Regions from separate parts of the Mus musculus genome. Here regions 1 and 2 are each linked to region 3. The links are chromatin contacts, called in public HiChIP or PLAC-seq maps. All regions are on one chromosome and are shown on one strand. Each heading gives the region's core, a stretch centred on a gene start, on an enhancer-like site or on the middle of the called end of the contact. The rest is flanking DNA. Distances are from core to core; before and after follow the strand shown.

What was found. HiChIP or PLAC-seq counts read pairs in DNA pulled down with a chosen protein or histone mark.
Region 1: a FOXA1 HiChIP or PLAC-seq map of pancreatic cancer cells shows a contact between it and region 3. The contact joins the promoter of Tor1a here to the enhancer-like site in region 3. A contact is called at or near these places in 2 of 39 promoter capture datasets (hippocampal neurons and second pharyngeal arch cranial neural crest), 4 of 115 datasets of contacts at active chromatin or transcription factors (cardiomyocytes, embryonic forebrain, large pre-B cells and 1 more) and 1 of 9 other capture datasets (adipose tissue).
Region 2: a contact with region 3 is called in a FOXA1 HiChIP or PLAC-seq map of pancreatic cancer cells. The contact joins two enhancer-like sites. A contact is called at or near these places in 5 of 39 promoter capture datasets (the HPC-7 cell line, HPC-7-derived erythroid cells, maxillary cranial neural crest and 2 more) and 1 of 115 datasets of contacts at active chromatin or transcription factors (pancreatic cancer cells).

The regions. Positions count from the first base shown.
Region 1 is chr2:30,966,613-30,970,921 of GRCm38.p6, reverse strand. It overlaps Tor1a (torsin family 1, member A (torsin A)), which reads left to right and starts at 3,004. Exons shown (of 5, transcript NM_144884.2): 1 at 3,004-3,248; 2 at 3,567-3,832. The coding sequence starts at 3,068. It also overlaps a transcript of BC005624 not described here.
Region 2 is chr2:30,924,097-30,928,282 of GRCm38.p6, reverse strand. It overlaps a transcript of Ptges not described here and the pseudogene Gm13400. Among named protein-coding and RNA genes, the nearest start is that of Ptges, 23 kb to the right of the region's middle. Within about 2 kb of position 2,877, at least 26 of the 459 cell types and tissues checked have an H3K27ac peak or open chromatin away from gene starts, as enhancers often do. A contact at or near this core is called in pancreatic cancer cells, where this site is marked.
Region 3 is chr2:30,525,782-30,529,886 of GRCm38.p6, reverse strand. No RefSeq gene overlaps it. Among named protein-coding and RNA genes, the nearest start is that of Gm14487, 6.9 kb to the left of the region's middle. Within about 2 kb of position 2,231, at least 28 of the 459 cell types and tissues checked have an H3K27ac peak or open chromatin away from gene starts, as enhancers often do. A contact at or near this core is called in pancreatic cancer cells, where this site is marked.

The sequences.
Region 1 (4,309 bases), core at 1,755-4,254, 440 kb before region 3:
TTTAAGTTAGAAATGATGGCAGAATACTTTATCTAATTGACAAATATGATAGACTTGATGTTAATTATATACATACTTTGTAATGTACATGATTATTATGGTTTCATTCAATTTATGTCTGAGAGAAGAATGTTTTATTTGTTTGTTTCTTATTGGACAGAATGGGTGAGATGTAGAGGGTGGTTCTTAATTCTGATCAGGAATGATTACTAAAGGTCCTGTTCCCCAATTGGTTCTTTTTGTTGTTGTTGTGTTGTGTTGTGTTTTGTTTTACGAGACAGGATTTCTCTGTATAGCCCTGGCTGTCCTGGAACTCACTCTGTAGACCAAGCCAGTAAGCAACTTTCTTCCACAGGCTCTTCTTCAGGTTGAGTTGAGCTAGACATAATGATCCCATGAGATGAAATAAACCCTTTCCTCCCGTAAGGGGCTTTTGGTCATAGTGTTTATCACATTAACTGAAAGCAAATTAGGACTGTCTCAGCAATCAAACAAAGCTGACGATGTGGCCCTGGGTAGGATGTGGTGGAAATAGCACTTTTCTTTATTTATTTTCTTTCTTCCTTTCTTCCTTCCTTCCTTTCTTTCTTCCTTCCTTCCTTCCTTCCTTCCTTCCTTCCTTCCTTCCTTTGGTTTTTTGAGACAGGGTTTCTCTGTATAGCCCTGGCTGTCCTGGAACTCACATTGTGGACCAGGCTGGCCTGGAACTCAGAAATCCACCTGCCTCTGCCTCCCTAGTGCTGGGATTAAAGGCGTGCACCACCACACCCGGCATGGAAATAGTACTTTACATTGGCAACCCCTTCCTGAACTCTAGTTAATGATGAGAAAATGTCAAATTCCAATAGGAGGACAGTCTGCAAACATTTTCAGATAAGGAGATAGCTCAGTGATACAGCTACATGCAGAGGGCCCAAGATTTGATCCCCAGGAATGACAACAACAAAAGACCAGGCCTATGTCCCAGAACTAAGGAGGTTGAGGCAGGGAGATCAAGTTTCAAAACCAGTCTGTACTATGTTGAAAGACAGCCTGGCGTAGTTCTGAAGATTTTAGCTTAAAACGGAGGCTGTGGAGATGGCTAACAGGTTAGGAGTGTAGAGGTCCTGTAGCCTAGCTACCATCCCCTGACCACCAGCCAACCCTGCCCCCACCCTGCCATCCCAAAGAAAGCTTAATATGAAGCCAAACAAGAAACAGAAGGTCTGAGGCATAGCTCCATGCAGCATTTGCCTACAATGCATGGGGCCCAGGGTTTCATTCTCAGAACTCCCCTTCCCCAAGTGTCTAGTATTTCTCAAAACTCTCAAAGTCATTTAAAGAGCACCCAAGAGAAGCTGAGAGTCAGCACTGTGGGGAGCTCAAAGTGTTCCCTGTTAGTGGTAATTTATAAATGTTACAGTTTGCTCTTAAGCCGACTAGCTTCCAGATAACTGAGACAGGACTATTTAATTTTATTTAACAGGTTTAAGGCACAACAACTGAGCAGTATTAGTTTATTTTAGTCCTTTAAGCTAATCTGACTACTTCACAGCCACAATCCTTGAGATACTTGTTGTATTTTATGGCTTTCTCTGCTCCAGCTGTTTTTTATGATTATGATGTCTTCTGGACTTCCCACCTCATGGCTAAATCCCCACTTCCTCCCTCTCTCCTGTTCTGTCACTGGCTGATCAGCCCTTTATTGACCAATCTGAATAATTAGGAAGCAATGTTTACACAACATTGATGACAGGCAGTTCTCAAAATAAGGATAGCAACCATATATGAGGGCATAGCAATCAGCATGTGAATAATACAAGGATAATCCTTATACAGTGCACAATAACATTATTCCTACAGTTCCCTAAGGAAGAAACTGGGTAAGAAACTATGGGCTTTATTTAATAATATTGCTCATGGGGCTGGAGAGATGGCTCAGTGGTTAAGAGCACTGACTGCTCTTCCAGAGGTCCTGAGTTCAATTCCCAGCAACCACATGGTGGCTCACAACCATCTGTAGTGGAAATCTGATGCCCTCTTCTGGTGTGTCTGAAGTCAGTATACTCACATACATAAATAAATAAAATCTTTAAAAAAAAATACTGGTCATGGGTTTTTAACAAGTATGAGATGCAGATCCCTCTTTTTTTTTTTTTTGAGATGTCAGACTCTCACTGTAGCCCTGACTGCACCTGGAATTCCTTGTATAGGACAGGGTGGCCTCCAACTCAGATATCCAAGACAATCACCTGTCTCTACTTCCCAGAGTGCTGGGATTAAAGGTGTGTGCTACAATACCCAGCCCTCAAATGTCAGTTTTGTTCTGTTTTGTTTTGTTTTGTTTTAACGACAAGATCCAATATGCAGCTTTGACCTGCTTGAAACTTTGTAGACTGGCCCCAACTCATACAGAGTGTTGGGGTTAAGGGTGCACACCACCCACCGCACCTGTCAGATTTAATGATAGGGACGCACGTTGGGGGGGGGTCATGTGGGAACCCACTATATTATCCTCTCATTTTTAAAAATTTATTCATTTACATGTTAATTTATGCATGTGTGTAAGCCCACATGAGTTTATGAGCACCACATGCACGCAGGTGCCTGCGTCATTTCTTTTTTAATACTTATTTATTTCATGTATGTCAGTACACTGTCGCTGTCTTCAGACACACCAGAAGAGGGCACCAGATCCCATTACAGATGGTTGTGAGCTACCATGTGGTTACTGGGAATTGAACTCAGAACCTCTGGGAGAGCAGTCAGTGCTCTTAACCGCTGAGCCATCTCTCCGCCCATCATTAAAAAAAAATGGTTCTAAAACACTGTTACTTGATGGGGATAGGGCAGCAGTCATCATCACCTGATTCCTATAATCTCAATATTATTCCTGTAACATCAAGGTTCAGAAGCAGAAGGGACTTTGCCCTTAACAAAGATGGTAGCCACTAGCGTCGGTAGACTGCCTGCCCCGGACAAAGAGGGCGGCCCCGCCAGCAGGAACCGGAAATACGAGTCTGGGCGGTGCGCGGGGTACGGTGGGCGCTGGGCGGGCGCTGGGCGCGCAAGGTGCGCGGGTCCGGTTATGAAGCTTGGCCGGGCCGCTCTGGCCCTGCTGCTGCTGGCGCCGTGCGTGGTTCGTGCGGTGGAGCCCATCAGCCTGAGTCTGGCCCTGGCCGGCGTACTCACCACCTATATCTCCTACCCTCGTCTCTACTGCCTCTTCGCCGAGTGCTGCGGCCAGATGCGGAGCCTCAGCCGGGAGGGTAGGCGGGCACCAGGCGTCCGGGATGCTGCGGCAGGGGGATGGCGCCGCTGCCAGGCCAGACTTTGGCCGGAGGCCTGAGAGATGAGTGGTCGGGGCCCGGGGTAGGGTGTCAGCCCTGCGCGGAGCTCTCCGGGGCGGCCTCACGGCACCTCTTCCGCTTGGCTTTGGGGCCAACCCCGAGGAAGGGCAGAGTTCGCAGCACCAGGGTCCCTCAGCGCTCTCCAAACCAGGCTCCGCGGGCCCTGACGTCCTGGAAATGGGGCTGCCTTTTGCCAGCTTGTTTCTCTCCTGACCAGAGTGATCTTTCCTTTCTCAGCGCTGCAGAAAGATCTGGATAACAAGCTCTTTGGACAGCATCTTGCAAAAAAAGTCATCCTAAACGCCGTGTCTGGTTTCCTAAGCAACCCGAAGCCCAAGAAGCCCCTTACCCTCTCTCTGCACGGGTGGACGGGCACCGGCAAAAACTTCGCCAGCAAGATCATCGCGGAGAATATTTACGAGGGCGGACTGAACAGTGACTATGTACACCTGTTTGTGGCCACGCTACACTTCCCCCACGCCTCTAACATCACACAGTATAAGGCAAGAGCATTAAGTTGACCGCCTTCGCGGATGACCCGGAATTGGGGTTTCTCTGTTGTGGGGTGGGATGTGGGAATTCCACGTCAGTGAGTGAGCCACAACATGGCTCTCTGTATGTCAGTTCCTCTTTAAAAGGTGTGCACAGAAGTGGTCATATCCCTTGGAGGAATGACAGCTGAAGCTAGGCTACCGTGTTTTAAAGGGGACTGTCAAGAGCTGGGGGTAGCTCGGCATAGAGCACTTGCCCAGAATGTGGGAAGTTCTGTATTATGTCTCTCCACCCCAACTCCCACAACTCCCGCTGTGGCGAGGGTGCACTGGGGGATAGATATGTAAGTTACAAAGGGTTTGAGATACATAGAGCAGTTAGACCACCAAAGTTTTATGAGTGGCCTCTGTGACACTCATAAAGTGACTCGGTAAGGTGACAACTTGGCTGGGAAGTGGGGACATAACAACTCCAGGGTCTTTAGGAGT
Region 2 (4,186 bases), core at 1,628-4,127, 400 kb before region 3:
CCATTTAAAATTTATTTTTATTTGTGTGTGTGTGTGTGTGTGTGTGTGTGTGTGTGTGTGTGTGTGTGTGTGTGTGCGTACTTGTCTGAACGTGCACATCATGTATAAAGTGCCCACAGAGACCAGAAGAGGGTGTCAGATTTCCCTGGGACTGGAGTTAGGGGATGTTTGAGTCATCATGTGGGCTCAGGGAACTGAACTTAGGTCCTCTGCAAGCAAGGCAGTGCTCTTTCCCGCTGAGCCGTGTCTCTGTACCAGCTGCTCACAGCTCTAGTTCCTCGTGGTCTATTTGGGCCCATCCCGCCTACCTTCCCATCAGGGCTTCAGAGGAGCACTGGGTGCTGCCATAGGTACCCACTGCTACCTGTGACCAGGTGCTCTCTGCTGTCCAATCAGCTGCACCACGGTGACAGGAGCATGAGTCCTTACAGGGACAATTCCTCATGGCTGCTGGTCTGGGGAAACATATGTCCATCTGGGTATATAAAAGAAATGATGTGTCATAGGGACATGGCAGAGGCCTGAGTTCTGGGCCTTGTCCAGTATATGGTTTGGCTGCCTGCCTGTTAGCCAGGTTTTGGGAGAGCTCTGAAGCCTTCTCTGTCTTCTTCCCTACTACTGCACTGTTGTGGGTGATCACGCGCATCACACATGTGTTCCCAGCCCTTTGGCCTCTATCAGTTCTGACTGTGTGTGTTCCCCGGATGACCCTGTGGGAAGGGCACCAGCCTCACCCAGCTTGGGGAGTGAGGCGTTGTGTAACTCCCCCCACCACCACCACCAAATTTCCCTCCTCTGGCTTGCTGCTAAAGATTTGAAATGTAGGGACATTTGCAAATGAGCCAACTTCCTGAGTGTCTCAGCGGCTGCTGAGTGTTTGTTGATGCTAGGTAAGTGTTGGGGGACTCATTTCCGGCCCCCTGTGGCTGGCTAGATTGGATACAAGCTCATCCTCTGTGTAAGAGCTTAGCCTCAGGAAGGAACATGGCCTAGTTGAATCTCAGTTCTTAAAATAGCAACAGCAGAGTGTGGAGTAAAGGGCTTGCCACACAGGCCTGAGGATCCGAATTAGATCCCCAGGGGCCGTGTGTAAAACCAGTGTGATGGTGCGTGGCTGGAACCCCAGCACTAAGAAGGGGAAGACAGACAGATGCCTGGGGATCCCCGGAGCTCCAGCCAGCCAGCCTCAAATCAGAGAGCTCCAGGCTCAGTGAGAGTCCTTGTCTCAAACAATAACGTGGAAGAGCTGGAGTGGTGGCTGATGGGCGAGAGCACTTTTACCGCTGTTACACAGGCCCTGGGTTTGGCCGGAGGGTCACGACCGCCTGTACCTCCAGCTCCAGTGGACTGTATACCCCCAGCAAGCACCCACACATGTGGCACACACTCAGCTAGATATAGGCACGGAAAATTCAACTTCAGCCCCTGGCCTCTGCGTGCATGTACACACCAGGCATGTGCACAGACATGTACACACACACACACACACACACACCAACAGCAACAGCAACAATAACTAACCCTTAGGACACTCACAACTCCTGCAGAGCCTGGAACATCCCACGAGAGTGAGAGGCCAGCTACTTTCATGCATGTTTTATAGACAGAAGCTGAGGCTCAGAGAGGCACACTATATAGGAACTAGATGTTGGATCCGACATGGGCTCCTTCTTGCTTCTCAGCCAACTCAAACCCAACAGCTTGAGTTTGACCCTGGGACCCACATGCTGGAAGGAGAGAACTGATTCCTGCAAGCTGTCCTCTGCCTTCCATACTCCAGCTGTGGCACTCACCCCTCCCCCATAAAGTAAATAAAAATATCGATTTAATGTATAGTATAGTCAGAGGAAAATAATGTTTCACACGGAAACACCTTCCAGCTGGCACAGTTATTGCTGATGGGCATTTGAGGAGCCTCAGTTTGTCATTACAGAGCCCTGCTCTGCCCATGATGGCCATCACAAGTCAGACGTGGTCATTGAGTACCCAAAACAGAGTGAGTCCAGGAAGCCAGTGGAGATACGTGAGCACGAAACTCACGCTAGGTTTCCAGACTTTACGTTAAAAAAAAAAAAAAAAGTAAAATAGTCAAGAATGTCAACACTCAGGGAGCTGAGGCAGGAGGATTGCTACAAGTTCCAGGCTACTTTACAGTAAGAGACATACAGCCAGAAGGCCCCGCTCATGGACGTCATTGAAACAGGGAGATGACCTTAAAGACTCAATGGCAACTCCCACCAGCAGGGCTGAGACAAGGCTCACTAGATGCAGCTCACTAACTCCAGGGCAGGAGTTAGAGCTCATCCTGGTGATGGTTCATCGGTGTCAACTGGATCCGGGTCCGACCAACAGTCACACCTCTGTGTGGGTCTGTGGGAGCATGCTCTAGAAGGATTGCTCCAGTTCAGCGCTGATATAAACAGTCTGGAGGAAAGCTGCCCTCCTTCCACAGGACACTTGTGGCTGAGGGAATGTGTTCTGTCACTACTTTCTCTGGCTAACGCCAGAACCCCGTTTATTCGATCTTCCCAAATGGACTGTGCCAGGAGTCCCCCAGGCCTTCAGCACCAGCCTCGCAGACGGAGCTTCTTCAGTCCCAGTTGGAAAACCCAGTCCGTATGTAAGCCAATCTAATCAAGCCCCTTTGTCATATGCATTATTCTGCAGGTCTGTTCCTCTAGAGAGCCTGACACATACAACCGGTGCGGGGTGAAGGGACAGACCTGGGTGGAGGGCCGACTTCTGTGGCCCAGTGACCTATTTACTGGCAAAACGCTGGCCTTGTGTGTTCTTTCTGAACTCCAGAGAAGTCTTAGCTCCAGAGGGGAAATGTATGGCAGTGGAACTGGATGCTAACACACTTCTGAGTCAGCAGGTGACAAGGGGAGTCATGGTGCCAGCTGGGGTGACTAATCAGGGCAGCAGAGCACTCTGGTCTCTCCAGGATGAGGAAAGTGGACCCTGTTTCTCAATGAAGTAGAAGGAGGCATCTGGTACAGGAGCCCCAGTTAGCAGAGCTCGTGCTATGTCTACATCCTGTGACTAAAGACCATGCAGAGGCTGGAGAGATGGCTCAGCCCAGAACAGTACCTGCCTTGCCAGCCTGAAGTCAATTCCCAGAACTCACAGGAGGAAGAGGAGAAATGAACCACAAAGTGGTCCTCTGGCCTCTGCACGTGTGCTGTGACGTGATCATACATGCAGTAATGATAGCCACAAAGTGTAGATTAAGAAAATGACTACTCTGTCATTACCCAGGGCACTTAGTAGTCACCCCACATGGTTGAGGCCCAACATCAGCTGAAGTGCCTTACTGAGGGCCCAGGGAAGACAGTTATAAACATCAGCTAGACAGGCCTGCAAGGGTGCTGGGAGTCAAGATGATTGTCACCAAGCTCATGACCATATTCAATCTCTGGGACCCACATGGTGGAAGGAGAGAACATATTCCCACAGTTGTCTTCTGACTTCTGTATATGCACTGTAGTATATGTATATATGTATACACACACACACACACACACACATATATATATATATTCAAGACAGGGTTTCTCTGTGTAGCCCTGGCTGTCCTGGAACTCACTCTGTAGACCAGGCTGGCCTCGAACTCAGAAATCCACCTGCCTCTGCCTCCCAAGTGCTGGGATTAAAGGCACCATGAATGCCAGTTAAAACGAATTTCTTAAATACCAGCTATTAAGCCAGGCTTGATACACCTTTAATCCTGACATTCTAGAGGCAGAGGCAGGTGGATGATCTCTGTAAGTTTAAGGACAGCATGACCACATAGCAAATTCTAGGTTAACCAGCCTACATTGTAAAACTATCTCAAAAATCAACCAACTGAATTTGGCAGGCGCTGCTGCCCCCTGTCACTGCTTGTTGCAGCCGTGATCAACTCCACCATGTACTTAAGACACCGAGTACTGGAGAGAAAGGATTTGGATATAAGGGTTTCTTCTTCCACAGGATTATTCCGGGATTCATGCGCCAGGGTGGTGGCGTCACACATCATAATGGCACTGGCAGCGGGTCCATCTGCAGGGAGAACTTTGAGACTGAGAACATCATACTAAAGCATTCAGGTCCTGGCATCTTGTCCATGACAAATGCTGGCACAGACACAGATAGCTCCCGGGCTCTCACCTGTACTGCCAAAACTGAGTGACAGCGGGGTGGCAAG
Region 3 (4,105 bases), core at 982-3,481:
TAATCCACAGGCCCCAGGATCCAGGGAGACACCTCTCTCATGGTGTGAAGTGGAATCCTGAGGAATAACACCTGAACTTAACCTCTGACCTCCGTACATACATCCATCATCCATAACAGCATGCATATTCACAGAAGGAAAAAAAAAAGTTTGAAAGATCCAGAGCATATATAAAGACTTAAAACACACACACACACACACACACCAACAGGGGTGTACAAGAAAACTGAGCAGAGCATAGGGGTGCACACCTTTACTCCCAGCACGCAGAGGGCAGAGGCAGGAGGATCTCTGTGAGTTCAAGACCTGCCTGGTCGACAGGGTGAGACCATATCTCAAAAAACAAACACCTCCACTACAAATAAAAATGTCTCCCACATGCTTGGATATTTGAACTCTTGGTCCATAGTTTGAGGTGTACCTTCCTGGAGGAGGAGGGGATGAGAGTCTAGAGTCTCACACCACGTCCAGTTTCCTCTCTGGATAACGATGTGACCCCTCAGCTCCTGCTCCTACCGCCTTCCTCACCATCACAGAGCTCCTGTGGAACTGTGAGCCAGAATAGTCTCTCTCATCTAGAAGCGGCTTGTGCTTGCCTGTTGTATCACAGGCACAGAAAAGTAACTAGTGTGCCCAGTGAGCCATCTTGACACACCCTTTTAAAACATTGATGTGTGTGTGGGAGAGAGAGAGAGAGAGAGAGAGAGAGAGAGAGAGAGAGAGAGAGAGAGAGTGTGCGACTGAGTATGAGTGTGTGTGTGAGAAAATGTGTGTATGTGTGTGTTTGTGTGAGTATGTGTATGTGTGGGAGAATGTGTGTGCATGTATGTATGTGTGTGAGGGGAGAATGTGAGTGTATGTATGTGTGTGTGAGTGTATGTGTGAGTGCATGTGTGTATATGTATGTGTGAATGTGTATATGTGTATATATGTATATGTGAGTGTGTGTGAGTGTATTGTGTGTATATATGTGTGTGTGAGTGTGTGTGTGTACCAAGGCATGCACATAGAGGTCAGAGGTCCACTTGCTGTGAGAGTCAGCTCTCTCTTTCACTGTGTGGGTCCCAGGGATTGAACTACTGTCATCAGACCCCCTGATAAGCCTCCTCTACTTTTTGTTTTGTTTTTGAGGCAGGATGTCACTCCATAATGATATCGACCTAAACCGGCCTTGAACACACAGCAATCTTCCTAGCACAGCCTTCCCAGCACAGGGACAACAGGTATGAGCTACTGCACCTGGCCAAAGGTTTTCAAAGAAATAAATCCAATAAAAGGCAAGTTTGTACGATCACCTGTGAACACAAAGCAACAAGAAACAGCCAGGTGTGGTGACTCAAGAGTCTGCGGCAGAAAGATTGTGAGTTCAGGGCCAGCCTGAGCTACATAACAAGTTCCTGCCTCAGAGTGTGTATATATTAATTTTAAAAATGCTATAAGACAATATAGCAAGTTCATAAAAGAACAGAGTAGAGGTGTCCTGGAGAGATGTTTGGTGCTGATGAGCACTAGTCAGTGCTCCTGCAAAGGACCCAGAATCAGTTCCTAGGCCCCTCACAGTGGCTCACAACCTTCTGTACCTCCAGTCCTAGGGGATCTAACACACTCTTCTGTCCACAGGGACCAGGCACACACACACACAGTGAACAGACAGACAGGCAGACATGCAAGTCAAAACAGTCATACAATAAAAGCAAATAAAGACACAAAATTAAAAGATAAATAAGACCAGAAGTGCTGGACGTGATTGTGACAATGACTGTGACAATGACTGCGAGGAGATGCAGAGGTCAAGGATGTGGCTCAGTGGTAGAGCAGCAGCCTAGCACATACAGGTAGTTGCATTTGCTCTCCAGCGATATGATAAGCCAGTACGTAAATAAACTAAAGCCCTGAGATTTTATTTCTGACTCATTGCTGATGGTGCTGTACACATCTGAATTTTGGTGTCTTGCCATTAAACCAAAGAGCTGCAAGTTTGCGATATCAGTTCTTTGTGGATTGTTCACTCGCTTGTGTTCCATCTGCCTTTAGGGACCCCACATCCAGAGCTACACAACATGGCCACTTAAGAACTCAGAGACCTCCTCCTTTCAGGAGTTAAGAGCCCCTAGGGCTCCCTGCAGTCTTTGAAATTGGAGAACGAAAGCTTTGGGGACCATGGGCTCAGCCACATCAATGGAGCTCCTTCCTGTGGCATCGTGGGTCGTGCTCCCTGTGACTCACATCCTCCTCCTCCCTCCATCTCCTCTCTGAGTAATAAGCAATTAAAACAAGGGATGAAAAGACAATCTAGGGATGGTGGGAGAATGGATTCAATTCAGCCAAAGAAAGAATTAGATTAAAAGAAGATAGGTCAGAAGGAAATATCCAGGTCCAGCAATATGGCTTGCCACCAAGCACGGACGCCTGAGTTTGATCCATGAAACCCACGTGGTGAAGGAGAGAACTGATTGCCAGCTGTCCTTTGACCTCCCCATGTACCCGAGGCATGTGAAAATGCTTCAAGTGTTTATGAGCTGAAGAGATGGCTCAGCTCTTCAGCACTTGCTGCTCTTGCGGAAGACTCAGGTTAGGTTCCCAGCACCGACCCGGCAGCTCACAATCATCTGTAATTCCAGCCTCCTCCGATCTCTGAGAGCACCAGGCACACACACGGTAGACACATATACATACATTCAGATAAAACACTCATACACATAAAATAAACCTCTAAAATAAACATCTAAGACAAAACATCCAAAATGCATTTCAGAGAAGCATAAAATGGAGAGATTGGGGGAAAAAACAGACTAAAAAAAGATAGGGTTTAATTGAATCTCAGAGAGAAGGGAAGTAGACAGAAACAATGTTTAAAGATGATTCTTGCCTCATGGTAGTGGTGCACACCTGTAATCCCAGCACTCGGAAGGCAGAGGCAGGCAGATCTCTGTGAGTTCGAGGCCAGCCTGGTCTACAGTGCTAGTTTCAGGACAGCCAGAGCTACACAAAGAAGTCCTGTCTCGATAAACCGGGGGAGGGGGGGGAGGTGATTCTATGGGCTGTGGGTATGACTTGTGGATAGAGCCCTTGCCTACCATGTATGAGATCCTGGGCTCTATCCCCAAACCACATAGACTGAGATGGTAGCTTAGCCAGCCAATGAGTCTCTAGAACTGATGGATGCCAACAAGCCACAGGTTGAAGAGAAATGAAAATAATCCAGACCTCAGTCTGCCACACAGAGGCTGCCCCGAGCATCATGGGTAAGCAGGCCACAATCCTGTGAACAGACAGTAGCCACAGCAGCTCCAGGGCAAGCAGACATCACAGAACCCAGAGGCCTGGAGCCATGGAAAGAACAGCCCTTCCAACTGGATGGTCACTACTAAGAAAGCCCCTGGCTAGAGCCGGGGGCAGAAGCTCCAGCCTGAACACCATGACAGCAGCCTGGTGTCAACAGGGGTCACTGGAGGACAGCAAGGTTGGGATGTGAGCCTCTGAAGGGTACAGCCAGGCACACTCACTGTGGACTCCTGGGGAGCCCTAAAAGGCCAGGCTTGGTTGTCACAAGCTCCCAGTGTGGTAGCTCAGAGAGTATGAATCCAGATGAAAGTTTGGGGGAGGATGCATTTGGTGTTGGATTGTGGAAACTGAAACAAAAAAAAAAAAATCCTGGCCACTGGTACCCAGAGGCAGAGAGACTCCCCAGAGGAGTCAGGACAGCCAACTCGTATGTATCAGGAAGGGGATAAGATACAGCTCCACTGGGAGGAAGGGACAAAGGCCATGAAGAGAGCCAGGCTAGGTAGGCAGTTAGTGCCCTTGGGACTGAGCCACCTGCAGACTCGGTGGATGGAGAGGACCTCCCTGTCTGTGGCAGGTGACCCAAGTTAAGAGTAACAAGGGGTGGGGTTTTCATCGAGCCAGGCCTTCTCCCTTATCTGAAGGTCCCTGGTTGTCACCATGTCTACTGCAGACATTGATGCAGGCAGCACTGGGCTGGGAGAGAAACCAAGTCATTCAGGAACAGGAGGAAGGGAGAGCTGGGAGCACCAAGAACTCCATTCCTCCTGCCTGCCTCCCTTACTGCTCCACTTCCTGTGTGCAAGGTGCCTGCGATGAA